3 separate regions of the Zea mays genome follow, and all the other regions are linked to region 1. A link is a contact called in public Hi-C data. All regions are on one chromosome and are shown on one strand. The core of a region is the stretch at or near the end of the contact, and the rest is flanking DNA. Distances in the headings are between cores, read along the strand shown.

Region 1 (3,188 bases), core at 54-2,553:
TCTGTTTTCGCTTCCAAGAAAATGACTATTTTCTCTGTTCACCATGAGGGTGAAGCAGAGCCACTTCCCTCTAATTGGTACATGGCTGGAAAACTTAATTTAATTCGGTTAATTTTCTTCGTTTCAACTCTTTACTTTTTATTTAATACTCATAATTCACAAAAAAAAAATCAACAGCGGAGAAGAAAATTACCGACACCACAAGCTGCTAGATACAATGCCAGGGGAGAGCCCAAACCTCCAGCCCCAACAACTAAAATCGACGACTGTGACAGCTTCCGCTGGCCTGCCAGAAAGATGACAAAGGTCAGAGGATCAGCCGAAACGAGCGTGCTAACTGCACCGTTTTCCCCAGCAATATGCTGCGATTGTGATGACACATCTGAAGCAGAAGAGACAAGCAACTATATGACAGTGCTTCCTCCGTTCCAAATTATAATACATTCCACTAAAAAACTTTGTTGAAGAGTCAAATGACCTTAACTTTGACCAAAATTAATGATAGGTTTGGCCAAAATTATATAAATAATCATAAAGATTTATGTCATAAAATAGGGGTAGTATGAAAATATAATTAATAAAAATCAAATATATTTATTTAGTTTCCTAATTATTATTATTTTATTATATAAATTTAGTTAGCTCTAAAAATGTTAGAACAAGAGGGACGGAGTGAGGAGTAAACAATGAGACTTTGGAGGCAGCAAGCCGTGACGAGTGAAACTAAACAACTGACCTTCGACCCCGAAGTCCGGGAGAAGGAGGTGGCGGCTGTACCGGTAGATCATATCCGCCGGGAGGCTACCGTCCGGAGCAAACTCGTTACCCACGCGGCTCTGGCACGCTCCACTCCCGCCGCACGCATCGTCCCCTACTCCTTTCCCCGCCGCCGCACCGTTGAATCCCGCAGGCCCTGCCTCGAGCTGCGATTCCAGCAGCCGTATCCGGCCGTCGAGCTCCTCCCGCTCTGCCCGAAGCTTCTTCAGCTCCCGCTCTATGGCCTCCCTCCTGCCGCCCATCCCTCCGCGGCTCCGCACCTGAACGCTTTGCTCACTTCTGCCGTGTCGCCTCAACCGCCGAAATGGTCTCGCCACAGCCGCCAAAATTAACTAACCACGTCTTTTCCACGCGGGCTCGGCCCACGTAAACAAATACGTAAACCTAGGCCCACGTAAACGCTTACGTAAAGCCTGGAGCACAGTCTGACCCACGCAGTAGTAGATGTGCTTTAAAGTGCGGCCCAATAAGAGACCACTTTGAGCTAGAGGCGAGGGCGAGGTATTCGGTCAACGATCGGTCGGGACTCCGGACTCGGGAGTCGGCACTCGGGTCTCGACGTCTCGTCTCGTCTCGTCTCGCCTGCCCGCAGCCCCTTGGCTTCGTTCCATCCGGCTTCTCGGCGGCGGCGGAGAGGAGGGGGATGGCGCACCGGCTGCTGCGGGACGCGCAGGCGGACGGGTGGGAGCGGTCGGACTTCCCCATCATCTGCGAGTCATGCCTCGGCGACAACCCCTACGTCCGGATGGTAACACATCAAACCCTAGCCCTACCTGAATGATTTGTGTGCTTCTCTTTGGCGTCGTTATCCGATTTGTGGCCGGTGGTCCGCTTGATTTGGTTTCGTCTGTGATTTCTTATGCTCGACGGGAACTAGGTCTAGGTTTCGCTGCGTCGAATTCTGTGCACGTTTTTTTTTTTTGGCATATTGCCTTCTTTGTGAAATTGTCTCTTATAGATGTGTTATTAAACTTGGGATTGGATCTTTGAGGAAGTCTGATGCAGTGATGCTTGCTTCGGGATTGTGCTCTGCAAAATGCTAAATTACTGGTAGTGGTTTGGAAACCGTTTGGTTCGCTTGCTTCTCCTCATCATACCTTGCTTAGCCAGGAAATGGAAAGAGGTAGCTGTTTGATTTGGGAGGCTTGTTTTTCTTGGGGCTTGTGCTGCCAAGAAAATATCATGCTACCATTGGAGAGCTGATTCGGCTGTTTCCAACCACGAGGTAGGGCAGACCCTTGCTAGCTAGGAAAGGCAATCTCTGCCTCAGAACTGAACAGCCCTGGTTTCCATTAATTTCACCCCAAGTAGCCACTGTTGATGATTCTGCAAGAGCAGTAGTGCAGTAAGGTGGTTTCGCCATGCGCATAGTGTGATTAGCAAGATGAGTGATAGATTTAAGCCAGTTATAACCAGGGTAAATTAGTTTCTAGAATGCTAACAAATTAAACTAGCTAACCAATTGGTTTTGCCATATGCAATACACATCATGTAGTACCAGATAGGTGTTGTGTAATACATGAATGGGAATAACTTTCCATTTAGTTGCTCCTTATTTTGCATTTGCTTCAGTATTTCATGTAAATATGATTCACTGACTCTTGTTTTTCTTTGCAGTTAAGAGCTGAATATGACAAAGAATGCAAAATTTGTGCACGTCCTTTTACTGTATTCCGGTGGCGTCCTGGGCGAGATGCAAGGTACAAGAAGACTGAGATCTGCCAGACATGTTGCAAGCTAAAGAATGTCTGCCAGGTCTGCCTGCTGGATCTTGAATATGGTCTGCCTGTTCAGGTCCGAGATACAGCACTCTCTATCAATTCCAATGATGCAATTCCAAGGAGTGATGTCAATCGCGAATATTTTGCAGAAGAGCATGATAGGAGGGTATGTTTCTCTTCCAATATTAAATCTTGATGCTGATGTTAATTTCTTTCCTATTACCCAAAATCTAAGACAAATTGTATTCTTCAGGTTGTTTGTTCATTTGAAATCTGAAATGAAGATATCACGTACTACCTCCATCTTTTTATATTTGACGCCAAACAATACAAAACTGAACTACAAAACATCAAATAATAAATATGGAGGCAGTATATTATAATACTGTTTTTATGATGTCACTGTAAACTGTATCATAGTGTTGGATACATTTGAAGTATGACAGCAACAAAAAGATGCCTTCTTTTTAGATATAATTTATCTTGATCTGCTATGGTTAAAATGAATTGCACTTATTCTCTGCTTATATGGACTTATTTTTGTTTGTTCCATTTGATTTGACCTAAGAATAGTTGTTCCTAATGAGAGTTTATGTTCATAAATGTAGGCCAGAGCTGGCATAGACTATGATTCATCCTATGGGAAGGCTCGCCCAAATGATACCATTCTGAAGCTTCAAAGGACAGCAC
Region 2 (3,405 bases), core at 237-2,736, 310 kb after region 1:
GACCATTCTTGTTGACACGAACACATTACACGTGGTGCAAAATTCCTTCTCTGCCTCCTTTCTGCCACCTTCGGCTAGAGCCCTGCATGGGGGCATGGATTTGTCCAAAAGCTGAGGGAAAAATGCCTCTTATCAAATTTGATGACAATTTCTAAGCAGAGTGGACGTTTCCCCCCCAATAGGAAAAACCATCAGTGGATCATAGAAAATCTCCTTCTCACCTATATGGCACAAGTTTCCCATGGTCATTGATATTATTTTATTACGTTACTTATAGTTCATGAACCGAATTACCTATGAGTCTCTTTTCTCCGTTCCAAAATGTGATATAGACTTTAACAAGTTATCCTAGGTAAAATTACCCTAAATTTAGCGAAATTTATAGAAATGAATAATACTGCTTATATGATATCAAATGAGCACCGCTAGATAAATTATGAAATGTGTCTTTAAAATTTACCCTTTGATGGTGTTAATATTCTTCTCTTTTTAAATTAAATTTGGAACAGTTTATAACTTAATAATTACTTCAAGTAGTACGAAGTCTCTTAGATTTCATGATTATTATAGCATGATTATAGCCCAATTTGCATCTTTTGTTTACATTATTACACGGTTAATGTACCAATGTGTCGGTCAATCTCCTGGCCCGCAGCGAAGTCACTCCATTCATTTACAACCAGGGCACTAGAGTACTAGACACTAGCAGCGTGTAGGATAATAAAGAGACATAAAAATCCCGTGCCGTTACATTTCAAATACTGATTTTTCCGTTCGTTTTTGAATTGTTCGTGAACAACTAGAAACGAGACGAAAACAATTTATCCAGTTTTTTATTATTTTTTGTATTTTTTTCGTTTTCGAGCCATGATGATACCGTTTTTTACTATTTTTATATAATATAAGATATATCTAGTATATATTTTATGCAAGTTACAGATTTTTGTTGTGTTTAAATAAATGAACAGGAGAAAAACAAAAGTTGTAATTACTCTAAATAATATAAATAATGAAGAAGAGTTGTTTGTGTAATTTAATATCGTAGAATTAGGCAACATGTCACTTTATTATGTATTTGTGGAAACTGTAAAATATTTGTCTTCATATTTTCGTTCCGTTAAAAAATGAAAACAAAATAAATTTCGCTGTTTTTCGACCGTTTTGCATCTTAGCAGCGTGGGTGCTTTTGGCATTCTGCCGGCGCCGTGGGTGCTGCGTAGCGTAGGCTCCCACTCGCCCGCCCACCATTCCGTTTCAACCGCTCATCCCACGCCGGAGAAACGGAATCGAATCGACCCGGCGAGCCAGACGGTAAAAATCCGGCCGCCTCATCCCACATTCCCACCGGCCACCGCTGGTCCTGGTCGTTTGGCTGTCTGGCTGGCCGTGCGCGCCCCCTATTCCGCTGCCCACGCCGCGCGAGATGCTGACGCGAGGGCCGAGGGAGGGATAAAGCGCGGCCAGGGTTCAGGGAGCCAGCCACAGGCCACAGCGCACAGCCAGTGCGGCAGGCCGCGCCGCAGCCGGAGCAAAAGGCAGCACCGAAAAGCCCCTTTCCCCCTCGGCCGCATGCCCGCATCCCACATCATGACGATGGCGACGCCGACCCGTCGCTGCGGCACTAGTGCCAGCGCCAGTGCCAGTGCTCACGCAGTGTCGCTGAACGGGCGGTGGAGTGCCAGTGCTCGCGCAGTCGCGCTGAACGGGCGGCCCACCGCCACTGAGTCTGAGACTCGGCAACTCCACTCCCGCCTCGCCCCCGCTTGCTTCTCCGACTTGTGCACCCCCACCGCGCGCGCCACCTTTCGCTTTCGCTTTCCCTTTTGCGCCCCGCATCGCACTTATCTGCTTCCTTGGGCGATTTGGACTGGACGGGGTCGAGTGGGGCGAGAAAAGGGAAGCAAGCTGGGAGAGAAGAATCACACCGGGCCGTGCCGATGGGTGTTTACGAGTAGCAGTTGTATCTCGTTGACCTCACCGCCTGCAGGGCACCAAGGAGGAGATGACTTCCCCGAAGCGGGCAGCAGGGCGGGAAGGGTGCGGATGCTTGGCCGCCGTCGCGCGGGGCCTCCGCGGGGCGTGCTTCCGGCCGGCGGTGACGGCGGACGGTGACGGCGGCGGCTCGGCCAAGGGCAGCCACGTTCACGACGCAGGTGGTGGATTCTTGTTATTCTCTTCTCCTTCCCCCCCAATATAAGTCTGCTTTCAGTCGGTTGGGTTGGTGGATGGTGATCGTTTGTTTGGTCTGAGAAAGATTTGATCCTTCCTGCTTGTTCGTTAGTGGCAAAAGAGTTGGTTTGGCGATTAGCATCTTCTGTGATATATGATTGATGATTTGGTGTGATGATCATATATGTGAATAGGAAGCTCTTTGCTTCTTTGACATGTACTTCTGTTCTGTTCCCAGCATTCTTTGATTGTATTCATTGGAGTTTATCATGAATTTGATCATAGCTAAAGAGCAAATTTAGACTGGCATGCAATGGTTATGAGGTAAATTAAGGGTCAAACTCCAGCGGTTGAACTTTATTTTCTTACGCTTCAGCCGTTGAACTGAAACTCTACTTAGATGTGAGTTGGCTGTTAGTCGCTCAACTTTTCAACAAGCCAAAAGTCATTCTTGGTGGTTTGGCTGATTAGATTGAACTAATACAACATTAGATGATGCATTCAACCTTGTCTTTTTCTCCTTTGCTAGATTACTTGGTGTCAATTCTGTAAACAACTTGCACTATTATTTACAAATTCACGCCAAACTATTTACATGCTCATCGATAAGAAGTAAAAGTCGTATGCTAATCTGATTTGTAAGAAATTCCCCTTCCGGTCTGCCAATAGTCTGTGCTCCTTATCTTTCAATCCAAATAGCTTTCTGTTATATATTGTAGCACATTTCAGTTGCTAACTGAGTTTTCAAATCATACGGAAACAACTGAAGCTGACATGGTAAAAGCTCTAAGAAAGTCTATGGTTCATTGGTTCCAGGAGCCAACTACATTTGACTGTGTTGCTTGCTGCTGTTATGTTATCATATTGCCTGAAAGTGACACCTCCACAAATGATTAACCTGGATAGCATAATAAAACATAATCATGATACTTCAAGTCAACTGGATAGGTTTGATCCTGTATTAAAAGCTGGGAATGACTATGTCAAGTACATAATACTTTGGATCAGTGCCTATCAACTTTATCTAAACATTTTGGATATGTTGGAGCCTAATAGTTTTGGCTTCACTAAATATATTCTATCTTATCTTAGTACCTGCTGTAGGTAAAATTTCTATTTTCTGTGTGATGTTCTCAAGGAACTTTATTTTCTCTGTAGCAGCAGAGACAAGATATCTGAATGCTAGCAATCGGGAGCTTGGTGATCATTTTCAGACAAAACGCGATGGTGAAAATG
Region 3 (3,345 bases), core at 151-2,650, 380 kb after region 1:
TTGACGTACGATTCTGATGTGATGTAGAACTAAGGAACATTTTTTTTGGACATTTCGATTGTTTTGTCGGTGTACTCTTAACTATTTTGTTTTCCGTATGTGGTTGTTAGACAGTTTACAGGTTCCTAGGAGGTGCAGGTGCTTAAATGGAGGTGCTTAAACGGCTAAAACTAAAGGGATGATTCAAGTAACGGATTAACGGTGACAAAGCAGAAGGAAAAAATGACAGCTCTAGTCTAACCCACTTATTCGATGCAATCACGTTCAGCAGCTTCTGTTGCTTCTACTTCTTGATTCAGATATATTATAAGTTAGATCATAACAATGATTATTGGTCAGACAATTACAGTTTTAATGCCCCCCTCTATCGATGGTATTCAATCTCGATTTTCAAATGATGAGCATGAAGATTAAGGATTGTCTAGTTCTAACTTCTAAGTATTAGTAGTGTTCGAGGGATACTTGGACTAGTGATAGAATCTTAGTTTTATTTCTTTAGCCGTACTATAAGGGGTATGAATGGAAAGCTTGACCTATAGTTGAGTATATATAGTAGTTCCCTCTATCTTCACTAGATTTCGTCTAGTGCAGCACCATTGAGTCCGTTGTGCACCAGACATCACAACATCGGACAGAAGTCGTCATAGCGGCAGCTGCAGCCTCCACTCATCGGACGTGTACAGTAGTGTATCGTACATAGCCTCCATCAAATTGGTATGAAGAGATGTCCACCCAAGCTGTCCCGTTCCATAGACGTTTTCTCGAGGAACAATTTTCCTAGTATGGCAATTGGCAAAATTAGCTCTGCACCAAAAGTGGCATATGAATGGGCCTACAACTTGGGCTTTAGGAGTTGTCTGGGTAGACGGGCTAAAAATGTCTGTTCGCAACGCCCGCGCACACAGAGCAGGCAAGCAAGGGCGTCTCAGTCAGAGCCCCACCAGGCTGCCCACTCGGCCCAGCAGACAAACAGGCCCACCAGGCTGGCCGACTAAGAATTCACACCACGTCCTTGGTCCGGTGGTAACCGCAGACCCGTACCTCATTCCGGCTCCCTTCTCCCGTACGAATTCAAGGCGCACGCGGACGCACGGCAATACGGCACGGCGCTCAGATCTCAACGGCTGCCGTTGCCGGACAGCGAGCACCCTCGACCGTCGTGTCACCTGACAACGCAGCCGCAGCAGCTTCCTTCCCCTGCAAGGAAGAACGAGAATCGAATGCCTCGCACTGACGTGGCAGTCCGGACCAACCAATCATACAGCGCCCCCGAAAAACCCACGCCCTCCCAAAGACCGCAACCGCAAAAGGCTTGCACAGCACGCTCCTCCTCGATTCCCGCCTGCCGCGCACGCGCCGCCGTCGCACTGACATCAAGGACCCACGTGCCGGCTCGCAGCGCAGACGGCAGAATTCTTGTGCATTCTATGGCCGACTGACATCTGGGCCAGCGCGTCGGTTTCTTGGGCTCCGGCGCCGCGGGAGTGCCGCCCACCAACCCCACCCGCGCTCCACGACGCCAAATCCGCGCGGGAAACGCCTCCGCGCCCGCGCGCCAAACCCAATCCAAACCCAAACATTTTCTTCTCCAGCGAGCACCCAAAAAAAATAAATAGATCCTCCAGCTCCAGCTCCGCTTCATTACTCCTCGCCTCTTCCGCGCCCAAACACTACCGCCTCCCTCCCACCCCTAGTCCCCCTACCCCCCCATCCAATCCTCTGCTCGCCTTGTCTCGACCCGGCAGCGGCGGCGGCTTGGGCGCGCACACACACCAGGTGTTCGATTGGAGTCCTCGCCGAAGCGGAAGATGTACGTGGTCAAGAGGGACGGCCGCCAGGAGACGGTGCACTTCGACAAGATCACGGCGCGCCTCAAGAAGCTCAGCTACGGCCTCAGCCAGGACCACTGCGACCCGGTGCTCGTCGCGCAGAAGGTCTGTGCGGGGGTCTACAAGGGCGTCACCACCAGCCAGCTCGACGAGCTCGCCGCCGAGACCGCCGCGGCCATGACCGCGTCCCACCCCGACTACGCCTCGGTGAGTAACCCACCCCGAAATCCTCCTCCCCTCTGGCCTTGGTTTCAGCTCTCCTGTCTGTCTGTCTGTCTTTCTGTCTGTGCTGACGTGGGGTTGGTTGCCCCTGTTCTCTGTCGTGATTCGTGAAGCTGGCGGCGAGGATTGCTGTGTCGAACCTGCACAAGAACACAAAGAAGTCCTTCTCGGAGACGTAAGTAACGGCTGGCTTTGGTCTAATTTCATTCATTCATTTCGATTGGGTGGTGAGTTGGGGTGTGGCTGTTGTGGATGCAGGATTAAGGACATGTACATGCACTTCAACAAGAGATCCGGGCTGATGGCCCCTCTTGTCGCTGAAGATGTTTATGAAATCATCATGAAGGTGAGATTCTGGTTTTCCCCTGACACATTTCTGACAGGGGCAACTGTGTAGACAGTGCTGATCTGTTTCTGGCGGTTGAATCCACTGTTCCATTCGTTTTTTTACAAGGCTGTTTATCTCATACAGTAAATCTGTTGTGCCCCGCACAACACACCTTGTTGGAAATTGGCCCTCACATGACTCCAAATGATGTTACATTTCAGAATGCTGCTCGCTTGGACAGTGAGATAATTTATGATAGGGATTTCGACTACGACTACTTTGGCTTCAAAACTCTGGAGAGGTCTTACCTGTTGAAGCTTGATGGTAAGGTCGTTGAAAGGCCGCAGCACATGTTAATGAGGGTTTCACTGGGGATACACAAGGAAGACATCGAGTCTGCCATCAGGACGTACCATCTGATGTCCCAGCGCTGGTTTACTCATGCTTCACCGACGCTTTTCAATGCTGGCACGCCGAGGCCCCAAGTACTGTCTTGTTTCCCGCCAGATGATGTCATTGTGGGTTCTGAAATTGTTTATTTACTGCTGCTTTTTCTGTGATGCAGTTAAGCAGCTGTTTTCTTATATGCATGAAAGATGACAGCATTGAGGGAATCTATGAAACCCTGAAAGAGTGTGCTGTAATAAGCAAATCTGCTGGAGGAATTGGTGTCTCAGTTCATAATATCCGTGCTACTGGGAGTTATATTCGAGGAACAAATGGATCATCAAATGGAATTGTTCCTATGTTACGTGTCTTTAATGATACTGCTCGCTATGTTGATCAGGGTGGTGGCAAAAGAAAGGGTATGTTTCTTCATTATCGTCGCTTTTAGTTCCTTCATCTTCAGAAATTCTAACGAGCTTCTAAAAACTTAGGTGCATTTGCTGTATACTTGGAGCCTTGGCATGCTGATATTTTTGAGTTCCTTGATCTGAGAAAGAACCATGGGAAGGTAAAAATCTC

The links. Hi-C and Micro-C count contacts between places; a contact is called where the count stands out from the background.
Region 2: a Hi-C map of tassel shows a contact between it and region 1, with 7 times the contacts expected there. The contact joins the promoter of LOC109942244 here to the promoter of LOC100285059 in region 1. A contact is called at or near these places in 15 of 25 Hi-C or Micro-C datasets (bundle sheath, ear, endosperm and 5 more) and 2 of 3 datasets of contacts at active chromatin or transcription factors (leaf and seedling).
Region 3: a contact with region 1 is called in a Hi-C map of endosperm, with 2.3 times the contacts expected there. The contact joins the promoter of LOC110017794 here to the promoter of LOC100285059 in region 1. A contact is called at or near these places in 5 of 25 Hi-C or Micro-C datasets (bundle sheath, ear, endosperm and 2 more).

The regions. Positions count from the first base shown.
Region 1 is chr9:17,229,785-17,232,972 of Zm-B73-REFERENCE-NAM-5.0, forward strand. It overlaps LOC100285059, which reads left to right and starts at 1,304. Exons shown (of 4, transcript NM_001372164.1): 1 at 1,304-1,525; 2 at 2,395-2,664; 3 at 3,107-3,188. The coding sequence starts at 1,421. LOC103638013 (adenylyltransferase and sulfurtransferase MOCS3-1) reads right to left here and starts at 1,085. Exons shown (of 10, transcript NM_001301626.1): 1 at 737-1,085; 2 at 194-286. The coding sequence starts at 1,019.
Region 2 is chr9:17,539,154-17,542,558 of Zm-B73-REFERENCE-NAM-5.0, forward strand. LOC109942244 (receptor-like serine/threonine-protein kinase At3g01300) reads left to right here and starts at 1,487. Exons shown (of 7, transcript XM_020544068.3): 1 at 1,487-2,153; 2 at 3,331-3,405. The coding sequence starts at 2,003.
Region 3 is chr9:17,604,915-17,608,259 of Zm-B73-REFERENCE-NAM-5.0, forward strand. It overlaps LOC110017794, which reads left to right and starts at 1,401. Exons shown (of 17, transcript NM_001350188.1): 1 at 1,401-2,036; 2 at 2,165-2,226; 3 at 2,310-2,397; 4 at 2,601-2,864; 5 at 2,945-3,185; 6 at 3,258-3,334. The coding sequence starts at 1,809.